Regions from separate parts of the Mus musculus genome. Here region 1 is linked to region 2. A link is a contact called in public Hi-C data. All regions are on one chromosome and are shown on one strand. Each heading gives the region's core, a stretch centred on a gene start, on an enhancer-like site or on the middle of the called end of the contact. The rest is flanking DNA. Distances are from core to core; before and after follow the strand shown. Region 1 holds the start of Zfp263 (zinc finger protein 263). Region 2 has its middle 18 kb from the start of Mefv.

Evidence for each region. Hi-C and Micro-C count contacts between places; a contact is called where the count stands out from the background.
Region 1: a contact with region 2 is called in a Hi-C map of bone marrow-derived macrophages, with 2.0 times the contacts expected there. The contact joins the promoter of Zfp263 here to the enhancer-like site in region 2. A contact is called at or near these places in 3 of 39 promoter capture datasets (the C10 cell line, macrophages and neutrophils), 18 of 484 Hi-C or Micro-C datasets (the Ba/F3 cell line, ECoMG-derived neutrophils, the HPC-7 cell line and 14 more), 10 of 115 datasets of contacts at active chromatin or transcription factors (CD8 T cells, the HPC-7 cell line, bone marrow-derived macrophages and 4 more) and 3 of 9 other capture datasets (adipose tissue, bone marrow-derived macrophages and liver).

What each region holds. Positions count from the first base shown.
Region 1 is chr16:3,741,303-3,747,718 of GRCm38.p6, reverse strand. It overlaps Zfp263 (zinc finger protein 263), which reads right to left and starts at 3,620. Exons shown (of 6, transcript NM_148924.3): 1 at 2,952-3,620; 2 at 1,762-1,942; 3 at 1,224-1,297; 4 at 825-948. The coding sequence starts at 3,344.
Region 2 is chr16:3,696,598-3,702,685 of GRCm38.p6, reverse strand. No RefSeq gene overlaps it. Among named protein-coding and RNA genes, the nearest start is that of Mefv, 18 kb to the left of the region's middle. Within about 2 kb of position 3,240, at least 68 of the 459 cell types and tissues checked have an H3K27ac peak or open chromatin away from gene starts, as enhancers often do. A contact at or near this core is called in the Ba/F3 cell line, CD8 T cells, the HPC-7 cell line and 9 more, where this site is marked.

The sequences.
Region 1 (6,416 bases), core at 2,371-4,870, 45 kb before region 2:
ACACTTTGTAATTCAAATAAGTATAAAATAAATAAATAAAAATAAAATAGAATAATCACTTCTTTGAGAATCAACTTACTATAATAAGAGTGTTGGCTACTTATAGGTAGAACTAAATTTAACTGTAAAACTCTGGGGGGAAAAAAAAACCATGAAATCAACTGGGAAAGAACCTGGGCTCTTAGAAGACAATGAGATTAAAAGTTTTAAATCCACCGGTGCTATGCTAAATAGAGAAGCCAACAACTCACTCAACCGCAAACAAAACAGACTCAAACAGAAGCTCAGCTCCAGCAATCTAATCTCTCGTCATCGCTGGTACAGCAATGGAAAGTGATGTAACCCAGGAGATCCCAAAGAAAACTAAAGCCAGCAGTAGCTCTGCACGATCAGTGCAGGTGAATTCACAGCTCTAAGTAGCCTCATACAAACATGGAGGAAAACACCAGCAGTGTGATTTCTTCCTGCTGTATGCTTCAATATAACCAATCATACTGTCCACACTACCTTCCATTACCTCCATTTTTTTATTATGAGAATTTTCATACACATAGAGAAGCTGAGGATTTGTGTTGCCTTTGGAAGTTCTCTCCAGTTCAGACTCTCTGCTTTAAACTCTTAACAATGGAAACACAGTCTAAGGATACCATTAAGTCTATCAACTGTGCCATTTGGCAGATGTTTATCTGAATATTAGGATAAGAAATGTTAGAGTAAGGAGTGGGGTTATTGACAAAACTCAGAGCTCATGTCCAGTAGGTGTGTATGTCCAAGAAGCAGGATAGTCTGGTCATAAATATCATCCCAGAACGAGAAGCTCTTACCTAGAGTCCCCGAGTTCTCATAGCTATCTTGTACCATATACCTTGATAGAGCTCTCTTACTAGGATCCTGATGGTCCCACTCCTGAGAGATATACATTGCCATGTCCTCCAGGCTCTCGGGCAACTGAAATAACAAGATCTCCTTTAGCATCACATGCAGTAACGCATTAAGAATAATTCAAGCAGAGTCATAGTAAATGGGTTAAAACACATGAGTGCCAAGAAAACTCATGTCATGGGGGAAGCCTACAAATGATGGGTTGAAAAGACAAAGAAAATAAGGGAGATATCTGATCAGAAAAAAAAAAATCTTTCTAGTAGCATAGGGGAACCTCCCACCCTAAAAGCAGAGGAGAAAAGGAAAATTCTGGGGAAAGGCAATGAGAACTTCCACATCACCTGGGTCCCAGTCATATCCTTATCTTCCACATTCCCTTCAGGAGGGAAGAGAGAGAGCCAGGGAGCGGATAATGCTAAAGATAACAGAAATTATAATGAGAACAGTAACACCAAATCTTAGCAGCCCAGATTATAAGACAATATGCATTCCCCAACTGCAAGTCTCAGCTTTTAGGATTGACAGTAAACAAAAAGTAGCAAAGGTGTGCTAAGGTGATCTAAAGTAACAGGGTTATAGTAAAGGCATGTGAGCCATCCTCCATCCTGGCCGACAGGGTTCTAACCATACACCCCACATCAATCAGCTAACTAGAATTTGCCTGTTCTGTACACAGAATGGCTTTACTAAGAGCTTCCCCTTTCCTCCCATCCAACCTTTACAGAATTCATACCACCACTTTTAGGTTTTTCAGAACACAACTGAGAACTTTAACTTCAGAAATTCTTTCTCCTTGGCACCTGTACCACATTCTGCTAGGGTGAGTGGCAATCCCAGAGCCCCTCCTCCCTCCCACCTGCCCAGATAACTGTTCCTCACCCCTCTCCTTTACAGCCTGGGAGTCCCTTTGGGGGCTGGGGTCTAGCAGCTCCTGCAGCCTGGGGCCAGGGCTTCGCTCAGTCTCCATTGGCTCCAGCTTGAAGCTCGGTGACTCTCCTGCTGTTTCCAGTGGCAAAGGCTCCTCCAAAAGCACTTCTGCTCCCCGCCCTTGGTTTGTGACCTGGGAACCAACCCACATCACTCATCATCACAACGGGGCTGACAGAATTGGAAATTAGTACAGGATTCTTAGGACACACCCTCAACAGAGAACCACAGACTATCCCTTTGGTCTTGGCCAAGAAGATGTTTTATGCTAAGGGCTTTTTAGGTGGTAGCAGAAAATGGGGGAGGGATGGAGCAAGAAAACTGAGGGTCCACTCTCAATGCACACTTTCTCAACATATTCCATTGATACTCCTCACTTCTGCTCGATCACACTCACCTGTTCTAGATGCTTCCACGTTTCACTACTAGATAAGGTGAACTTATCAGGCTGCGACCATAGCCCCTCGGTGCTTAGCTGTTTTTCAGAGTTCAATTAGCAGAGATCCAGTTCTGTATTGCAAACTATTGACTAAGATATGCTGGGTGTTATCCACTAAATATAGGCCTGGGATAGTGGCACATGCCTGTGGGAATCAGCAGTGGGGAGGCTGAAGCAGGAGGATTGCCTCGAGTTTAAGCCTGGGCTACATATCTAGACTCTGCCTGTAACCCTAGAACTCGGAATTTGGGGAGACTGAAGGTGGAGGACCACCACTGTTCTGCAGCCAAGCTCAACTACACACTGAGTCAGTTAGCTTGAGCTACGTAAGACTTTGTCACAAAACAAACCCCTCAAAGCAGTGGCAGTAGGTGTCATCCAAACGACATACTTTTCTCCAAGTCCTCAAAATTATTCCCAGACAGTGCTTTAGCCAACAGAAAAACAGGACGAAACAGATTAAGTAGTCTGCCCAAAGTCACGAGGCCTGTGAGAAGCTTTCTAACTACATAACTAAATACTGGTGGAAGTGCTCCTCACTTCCTACTGTCGTCATATGGGAACAATCTGGAAGGAAAGGATAAGCTACAAAAAAATCCCTCTCCTTCCTGTAAAGTGTACTCAGGACGATCAAGTATATTCGACTACAGAAGAGGCTAGCACAATGACTTCCGGGCCAAACCACGGGTAAAACAGCTGTCACCTGTTGCCTCAGTTTCCCAAGTTCTTTCTGCATACGCTCCACAAGAGTGACTGCTTCTTCGCCGCTCTCTGGGCGCAGCTCCTGCACCCTGCTCTGAATCTCCTGGGGAAGGATAGTCAAGAACTGCTCCAGCACCAACAGCTCCAGGATCTGTTCCTTGGTGCGCATCTCCGGCCGCAGCCACCCGCGGCAAAGCTCCTGAAGCCGGCTAAGGGCCTCCCGGGGACCCGGGGCGTCCTGAAAGCGGAACCGTCGAAATCGCAGATGGGAGGCCTCCGGGCTGGGCTCTGGCTCAGGCGGGGGTACCTCGTGGCTCCAGGCACAGTCCTCCTCCAGTTTCACTATGAGGAGCCCTTCTGGCTCCTGCGAGCTTGGGCCCGCAGCCATAGTCATGCCCCGACACCAGCCTAGGTCCCGACACCAGCTACGTCCGCCTTGAGAGACGCCCTGGGTTCTGTACAGCAGTAGGCCACGGCTGCAGCAACCGAGAGACTCCGGGCTCCAAATCCCGCCGGAGGAACCCAGGTCACAATCTCAGCAATATCAGGCCTGCAGCGTCGCCACCTGACCGGCTTCTCAGGCCCGCACAGAACTTAAGTCGCAGGGCCCGGGTCGCAAGCCTCAGCACGCGAGTTAGGCGTCATAAGCCAACGGCCGCTAGTCAGGACGGACTTCCGGTTCACGTTTCCCTTGCGCTGTCTCCCATTGGGTCGGGTCTCACCACGTACTCACGGTCCACCCAGGACAAGGAAAATTTGCATAAAAGAGCGGGAGGGGAACAAGTCGGATGGGGATGAGGGGCGGGGCTACGCAATGGGCGGGGCCTCCAGGTGGGGAAGCGGTAGGGGTGGGAATCCCTGGGCGGATGTGACCCGGGGACAACCTGGCTCAGATTTGCATAGGAAAGTTTGCCAAAAGGTAAGTTCTTCAGCCACGCTTGAACCAGAGTCCAGAGGCGCTAGAGTGTCATGTCGGGGCCCAGAAGCTTAACAAAGAAAACCTTTCCGAAGGCCGATCCCAACACTCCGGAGACCTACAACCGGAAATAGACTGTGCTTCCAGGGCTCGAGCTGCCTGGGGCTGGTGGGAAATGTAGTCCATGGCGCGCCCTTGTTATTGCGCCTGCACTGTGGCTTGAGCAGGTCTAAATGGATTGTCGAGCTACGATAAACATACCCGTGCCCGAGCTTTTGCCTCCCTGTGAGCGATGGTCCCTAGTCCTCCATCTTTAGGTGGCTGGTCGACCCAGAAGAACGCTCTGGGTATGAACTGCTCTTGCCATCTCCCAGAGCAGGTCTAAGGATTAGCATAATCATCGGCTCTGACTATTTTCCTGAAGGTTGAAGAAAAGGAAACACCAAGGCGGACTTCCTTATTTTTTGAAGAGAGAATAGCCCAGGCCTGAGACTGCAGCTGTCACAGACAGGTGGTGGAGTCTGCAGATTCTAGGAGTGTGTCACGAAAACCCGTAATCACTTATTGGACACATGCTTACATTGTTGTCTATTCATTGCAACTCAAGAGGCAGGGAAAGCCTTCCTTGCTCTGGTCTCCCTTTGTGAACTTTTTATACTTTGTAAGACCTTGAGGCAGGAAAATGGCCACCAGGAGCTCCAGCAGCCAGGTCCCTCCCACCTCTGACTTCCTTAATGGTCCCTAACCCTAATAGTTGTTTAATAATAGCTGTTACTGTCATTCCCTGGCCCGAGGAGGAAGAGTAGCCTGGCCCCACCCTACAAGACAAAAAGATAAAAATAAATAAATCCCACCAACCCTGAACAGAAAAACCCACTAATCCTGGAGCTTGGTATAGAAACCCTTCAAGCCCTGAGCAAACTCATCAGTCTCTGATCTCCTTCAAGCTCAGTGAAATTCTACCAATCCTCACCCTGGAAAGCTGTGGTGGGAAGATTAAGAAATCTTGTATAAACCCTGCCTACCACTCAGTTCCCTGCTTTCTTTCCTGAGCTGAGAATGATGTTCTGGATTTTTCCTTCCCAATGAGTCTCTTGAATGAGGTTTGTCGTGCGGCACGACTTTTGGTTCCCGATTGCCAGGGTATCTTTCCCTTCAGAGCTTCAGCATTCATACATGAAATAGAACTTTGAAGATATGGTATGAAGTAAGTCCTGTGGTTATGGCATGGAGTGCCGTCGTGAGGTCCCAATATAACTCAAATACCAGGTCAATGCAGATGCCAAAAATTTATTGTAATCAAGCTGCTACTGATTGATCAGGGCTGTAGAACAGACTCATGAGCTGAACTGTGACCTTGAGGGGATGCTGTGCAGCATATTTAAAGGAAACAATAAAGCAAGGGGGTTGGGCTGGGCTGGGCTGGGTGGTAGCATTGTCCAATCATTTTGACAAAAGGGGTTGAGAAAGGGAGTTTCCATCAATCAGGATGGAAGTTGGGGCCTGGGCCTGGGAACATGAACTTAATTTGATCCTGCCAGCAAGATAGAGAAGTTGTCCTTGAGATGTCTTGACTCAGACAACTTAAAAGTTGTCCCTGAGATGTCAGGACTCAGACAACTGTTTCTTTATAATAGAAGCTGTTTAACTATTGGGAAGTCCTCAGCTCCACGAGAGCCTGGGACCTTGAATTTAGGTCCTATGACCTAAAAAGAAAATGGTAGTATTTAGAATAAGTTTCTTTTGCTTGTTCCCAATAGTGCCAGTTAAGTCGATGGCCTAAGTTCATACAGCTAACCTGTAGCAAAGCTTAGGCTGTGGAAATAAAAATGGTCTGTTTTGGATGACTGTGTGTAGTTTCATCACAGGTACAAAAGCCCACAGGCTGCCATGGCAAATGCCTATTTATCTAGACACTAGGTAGCACATGGGCTGGTATAGGTTCATTCAGAAAAAGCTGGCTAAGACTTGGGAGGTTGGGTTGGGGAGATGACTCCGCAGTTATGAGCAGTAGCTGACCTCCCAGGGGACCTGGGTGGGTTCTGTTCCCAGCAACAGAAGGTGGCTCACAGCCTTCTGTAGCTTCAAATCCAGGGGATCTAGCATTCTCTATTGGTCCCCAAGGGCATCCATCCATGCCAGGTATCCTATATGCAGTTGTAGTCCAAATTGAATAGTTAATGACCTGATGGGCTGAGAAACTCCGGAAAGTTGACTTGGCTGTTAGGATCCTGGAAGCTTCTCCTATGATCCTCCTTTTGGTATTTACCACTTTCAGACTGCAGGTAGAACTGGCCTGCAGATGGAATCTTCCATCCTTACAGTGCAAAACGCCCAAATCCCCAATGCCATGGAGCACAGTCTCCACTAGTGAGGAGAAACTCCTGGTTTTCAACTGTTCTGATTCAAGGACGATTCTGCTTTCGTTGAGGTCGGTCTCCTCTTCCTTTTTTTCCTGTACTGCCTCATTTCTGGTCTAGCAAAAACACTCATATACATAAAAACAAATCTTGTTATAAAAAGATTTGTGAAGCCAAGCATCCCCTGTGA
Region 2 (6,088 bases), core at 1,991-4,490:
TACATATAATAATAAATAAATCTTAAAAAACAAACAAACAAACAAACAAGCAAACAACCTCACCCTAATTCCCTCTTCTTTCTATGAGATAGACCACTCTACCTCTCTATCTGACTCATAGAACTGCGGGTGAGAAATGAGTACCACTGGTAAACTCTATGGTCATTTTAAACCCAGACTTCTAATAAGCACAATTAATATACAGAGAAAATATGTCCCAGGTACCCAACCCTTAGTGTTGGGGAAGTACCAGGGGTAACTAAACACTCCTCTTTGACATCCCCCTTTATAAAATAATACAAATCTGTTGTTTCATCTCCTGCTTCAGATTCTGATCTTGACCTACTGGCTCCTTAATTTCACCCAGTCTGTCTGCTTTGGAGATTGCTGGCTGTGTGTTCCTCTTGGGACTAGCTCACAATTGCTACTTACAGCTTCTCCTGTGATCACTCTGTCAAATAACCTTACCTCGACATTTATCAACTGCCCTGAGCCCTGTGTTGCCATAACTTCCCACCTTTTTCATATCACCTTCTTTGGTATGGTAAGCTGGTCTTATGTGCGTAAAGTTTTTAAAATTTATTTTATGTAGGTGAGTACACTGTTGCTTTCTTTACCCATGATAGATGGTTGTGAGCTACCATGTGGTTACTGGGATTTGAACTCAGGGCCACTGGAAGAGCAGTCAGTGCTCTTAAGTGCTGAGCCATCTCTCCATTTCCTGGAAAACTGTTTTAAGGCATCTGGGACACATTCTATAGGGGTGCTAAATCCCCTAGATTGCACCCAAGCCATAACCCTTGAGCTCATCTCAGCCCTAGTGCTTTAGTCCATACACCTTGATTCTTTCTGGTACTGAAGTCTACCATTACCTACCTGCCAGTTAGTCAGGAGTTTGCATGCTAGTATTTCTCTTTCCCAAATTGGGGGTGATGCATGGAGAAGAACCCCTACTGGTTCCCATCGTGGACTCAATAGCTGCCTGACATAATAAAAGGACAGTTCAAATCTTGCCCCTCTTGGCTGTTGCAGGAATAACTGGGTGTCACCATCAGAACTGGCCACCTCTCTAACCTTGTAACGTCAAGTTTCCTTCCCAGTTTTTCCAGGACCTCCAGTAGGTGGTTCAAACCTTGTTCATTATTCAGGACAAACTGACACACTGGCTGTAGTGGTACTCCAAAAACAATGGGAACTAGATCTTCTTACAGCTGAGAAAGGTGGCCTTTGCCTCTTCCTCCAAGGGGAATGCTGCTTCTATGTCAACCAATCAGGTATAGTAAAAAACAAAATTCAACAATTTCAAACAGACTTCCAGAAATGTAAAGAACAGCTCAATGCCTCCAATATGGGCCTTTGCGAAACCCCATCTGCCTTTACTGACCCCATTTCTTCTCATTTTTCTGCTTTTACCAATCATACCCTGCCTTATCAATTTCCTCTCTGCAGTTTTCCAATGACAAATTAAAAAACTCTCTAGTCTAACAACTAATCAGTTACTGTTACAGGACCACCAGCCCACTAGCCACAGAGTCTGAGGTGTGAGCCACACACACTGGTGTGTCCTGATGGTGAGGATGACAACACCCCCAGACAGCAGGAAGTGGGCCAAACAGCAGGATGCTCTCCTTCCCGCCTCAGCCTCAGTCATCCCTTTCTAGTTCCTCCTTTTTATAATATACAAAATGGAGGAATGTTAGCAACTAGGCATCTCCACCACCTGCCACAGGGACCAGAGTTAGCAGGATAAGTCATTACTAGATGACAAGCTGGGACACATTCCCACTGTCACCACCACTGGCCGGCCTACAAGCTCCAGGGAGTCCCCAAATTTCTACCTCATCAGCACTGGAATTATGCCTGGCCTTTTAAAAACCAAACCAAACCAAACCAAACCAAACCAATAAAACATGTTTTCTACTGTTCACTCATTTAAGTTCTGTATAGTAAACTTTTGTATGTAAGTGGATACCTTCCAAAAACTTTTGTTGCCTGTTTTCAAAGTCTATATGAAAACTACACAGTTTTCATACTCTATATTTTAAGCCATGGTTAAATGAGTTGGCTACTATTGGTGTTGACACACTTAAAAAGAGAAAAGTTTACTACGTCTACATTGTCATATTTTCTATGACTGGAGGCTGGCATTTCATTCATGGAAGTGTGGTGATATGACAGCTACCCTTAACCTGTGCACTGTGTTTTCTCTGTCATGACCTGCACTAACCCAGTCATGGAGTGCTCAGACTGAGTGATAATTTGCATGGGTGGGTCCCCCGTGATGACTAAAGAGAGGTAACACATAGCCACACATAAGGGCCACTAGCCCTGGAATGCCAGGAGATCCTAGTCACCTGTGTGTGAGATAAGAACAGGCCTGTGGGGTGTGAACAGCTGCCTCTGCTTCTGGAAAACATGCTTGTTGCCATGGGAAAGGGTTGAAATGGTATTTTTACTACAATATAGCAGGAAAGTAAGAAACAACGGAGGACATGAAACAATTCTGCCCAGCTGTGGATTCGTGGAAACACTCCTTTCTGATGTCTGCCTTAAAACCTCACCTTAAACCCCTTGCCATTCTGTATGCTGTCCTGCTCTAAGGCTGCTTCCTCCTGCTGGCAGTAAGATTAGATTCATTTAATCTAAATTTGAAAGTGCCCGAGTCTTTAGTTTCTCCCAGTGGATTTGAATGCCACAACAGAGGATTAAGGGAATCTGTGCCCATGACTTGTCTAACCCTCATCAGTACTTCACTGTAAAGAATAAATAAAGAAATAGAGTTGGTGGGTCACACTTGGTTTCCCGGCACTCAGGAGGCTGAGGTAGGAGACCACCATGACTTACAGGTCAGAAAGGATCACTAGTCTGTGAGAGGCCAAAAACGAATAGAGAAATGAAAACTCTTTTAAAATATGACCGCATTAGTAAACTGGAACCCAAGTGCCGCCCAGCATGCAGGTTCTGCTGATGCCTCAAGGCAGAGAGGACACCGCACTGAACACACCCAGCGGGCATGCCCAGGAGGTCCTGGACTCTCAGGTGTGCTGCCAAGGAAGCCAAGGCCAATCACTCCCACCCCCTCCTCCTGGTGGTCTCCCTGTAGCAGTTTGGAGGGAACTACATTTCCCAGTGAGCACTGGACACTAGATTGGCCGCTCACGGTGATACGCAGGCCCACTAGGGAGGACCAGAACTAGCTTCCTGTTCCTGTTTCTCTAGTGAGTCACAAGTGTGGTTTTTGCCTGTCAGGCCTCCCTTGGGCCCTCAGAGATCTATCAACCAGCAGTCAGCCTCGTCTTTTCAGGCACTGAGTACGTGCTCTAAGAGTTGAGGCTTCCATACTGAAAATGGCTCACGGATGTGATCTCACAGAGGCAGAGACAGTGAGCCTCCCTGAAGAAACCGGGGCTTGATGTCCTTGAAACTGAAGGTGGCAAGTTCCTAGTGATTGCTGACAGTCTTTAATCTTTAAGGGCACTCAGAAGGTCAGGACAAGAGATCCACGCCTAGCTTTCAGGATCATTTTCAGAATCCAGGTTTTAACACTGAAGGCTGTGAATGCCAAAGGCATAGTGTAGTGAAGACAAACAACCAGGCTGGGACGGCTAATGGGAGGGTGACCATCATCCCTTACTGAGATGCTAGAGCAGTTAGGGTATTATGTATACCCCCAAGAGTTCGAAGGTTTACCTTAGGCTGATTAGTGGCTCTGACCCAGTGGGCCTTAGATGTCTCCTGCCTCTGAACAGCGGCAAGAAAGGGTTTTGTGTGGACACCTTCAGCGGTCTCGAGTGTTTCCTCTGCCCTGGAGTCAACTTTTCCTGACGGTACAAAGTGGGAACCCTGGGTTTCTTGTCTTCTAGCCCATTTCTCTTTGTGAAATCATGAAATAAACTACAACTCCTATATTGGATTTGCACTTAATTATTCTTTAAATTTACTTTTCGAGACAGAGTTCCTCTGTAGTCGTGGCTGCCCTGGAACTCATGCTGTAGACCAGGCTGGCCTTGAACTCACAGATATCCACCTGCCTATGCCTCCTGAGTGCTGGGATTAAAGTCTTGTACCGCCACCATCATCACGTGGATATTGCACTTCACATTTTCAAGGAAGATGGTTCTTAACAGTCTGCCAGCTGTCATTCTTCTCCTGTTTGGCTCAGGGCATTCCGTTCAGAGTCTCCTAATCAGAGATCTTCCCTTTCAATTTCGGCATCCTGCCTTAGCAAGCTATCATATCTTTCTGGTTCAGACCTCAAATGTACACAGCACCTAACTTGAGTATTGGCAGTGTACTCATGCCCTACCTAGTCTTGAAGGTAATTTCTAGTTTCTCTGTCTGAGTTCAGGCTATCTGGTGAATTTCCTTCAGTGAAAGAGGTGGCTCCTGAAGCTTCCAGAAAGGAGTGTGATTTTATTTTATTTTATTTTACTTTTGTTATTAAAAATCATGATGACTACAAAAATGGTTCTTTTAGCCACAAAGGTAAAGCAGTTTGAACCATTTGCACCTTTTCTATGTCCACCCCAGGTCCTGAATAATAGCACAGAGACTTATTTATTTAATCATGCCTAGGCCTTAGCTTAGGCTTGTTCTTCTAATTAATTTATATTACACTGCTCTGTGTCTAGTGAATTACCTCTCCTCGGTTTCTGATATCTGACTTTCTCCTCATCTCAGTGGTGGGTCTTCCTGTGTTAGATTCTTTCCCGGAGCTTTGTTCTTTACCCAGAAGTCCTGCCTTCCTATTCTCATTTGCTATAGGCCATAGGCTTTTTATTCTGACCAATCAGAAGGTGCCTTAGACTGGCAAAGAAAGACAGAGACACAACTTCACTCAATGTGCAAAATCACCACTCCCACATACAATAAAAGGCTCTATCTCTAACAACAATAAACTATATACAATAAGAACAATTGTGAAAATTATCAGGTAAGAATTACATTCACAGTGTCCAGTCCATATGTATTTGGCAAACTTGGAAAAAAAGTACTATCTATTTTATCTTGATGAGTTCAAATTTCTCCACTTAAATTATTTTCTAACATAACTTGAATTTGCCAACCTATAAATATCGTTTTAGACTTTAAAATATTACTTAAATTCTAATCAACTTAAAGTTAATTGTGAGACTATAACTAACTAACTAACTAACTAACTAACAAACTAACTAACTAACTATAGTTTTCAACCCCATCAGAGACCTGAGAAAGATAAATACTGACCGAGTAAACAGGAAGTGCAGAGAATGATGGAGGTTGCTGGCTATCTAGGGAGTCAATGTTTCTCTGCTTGTTGAAGTACCATCTTCAGCGTTCTGGCCCAGAATATCTGACAGACTTTTCTGTGAAGCAGATGTTGAAGAACTTGACCATCTTGTCTCAGCAAAGCTCAACAGTCTATTTCCTTTGTCTCCTGCTTGTCCACAGCTTAAACAGCATTCTGTCAGCAGTTGAAGCAAGGGAAGTTTTTTGCCTGGTGAATAGCTTTGCCATTTGCTAGCATTTGAAACAAACCCCATATGGAGGTTCTTTGATGCTTATCATCTTCTTTGAAATAGAATGGGGGTGCTACCAGGAGCAGACATCTCAATGTTTTATTAATAAAACATCATTAATGCCATATTTTGTAGATCTCTGGGGTTTTTGAAGATCACCTATCTATCTATAGTATATCTAAATAGGCAGATATTCAGATATTCAGATTACTTGTTTCTAGTTATCCACTATCTGTTCAACTTTGAAAACACCTACAGGAAGTTAAATAAAGCTTATTTCTGTAATTAACTAAATATCTAAAATGACCATAGGTTTAATGGACTAACTACTAATTTACATCTTTAAATCATCCTAAATTGTTTGTAGCAGCAACTTTCAAGGACTAGAACATCACATTGCATTTTTTATTAGATATTTTCTTTATTTACATTTCAAATGTTATCCCCTTTCCTAGTTTCCCCTCCGAAAATTCCCTATCCTCTCCTGCCTCCCCCTGTTCCCCAACCCACCCACTCCTGCTTCCTGGCATTCCCCTATACTGGGGCATAGAACCTTCACAGGACCAAGGGCCTCCCTCCCATTGATGACC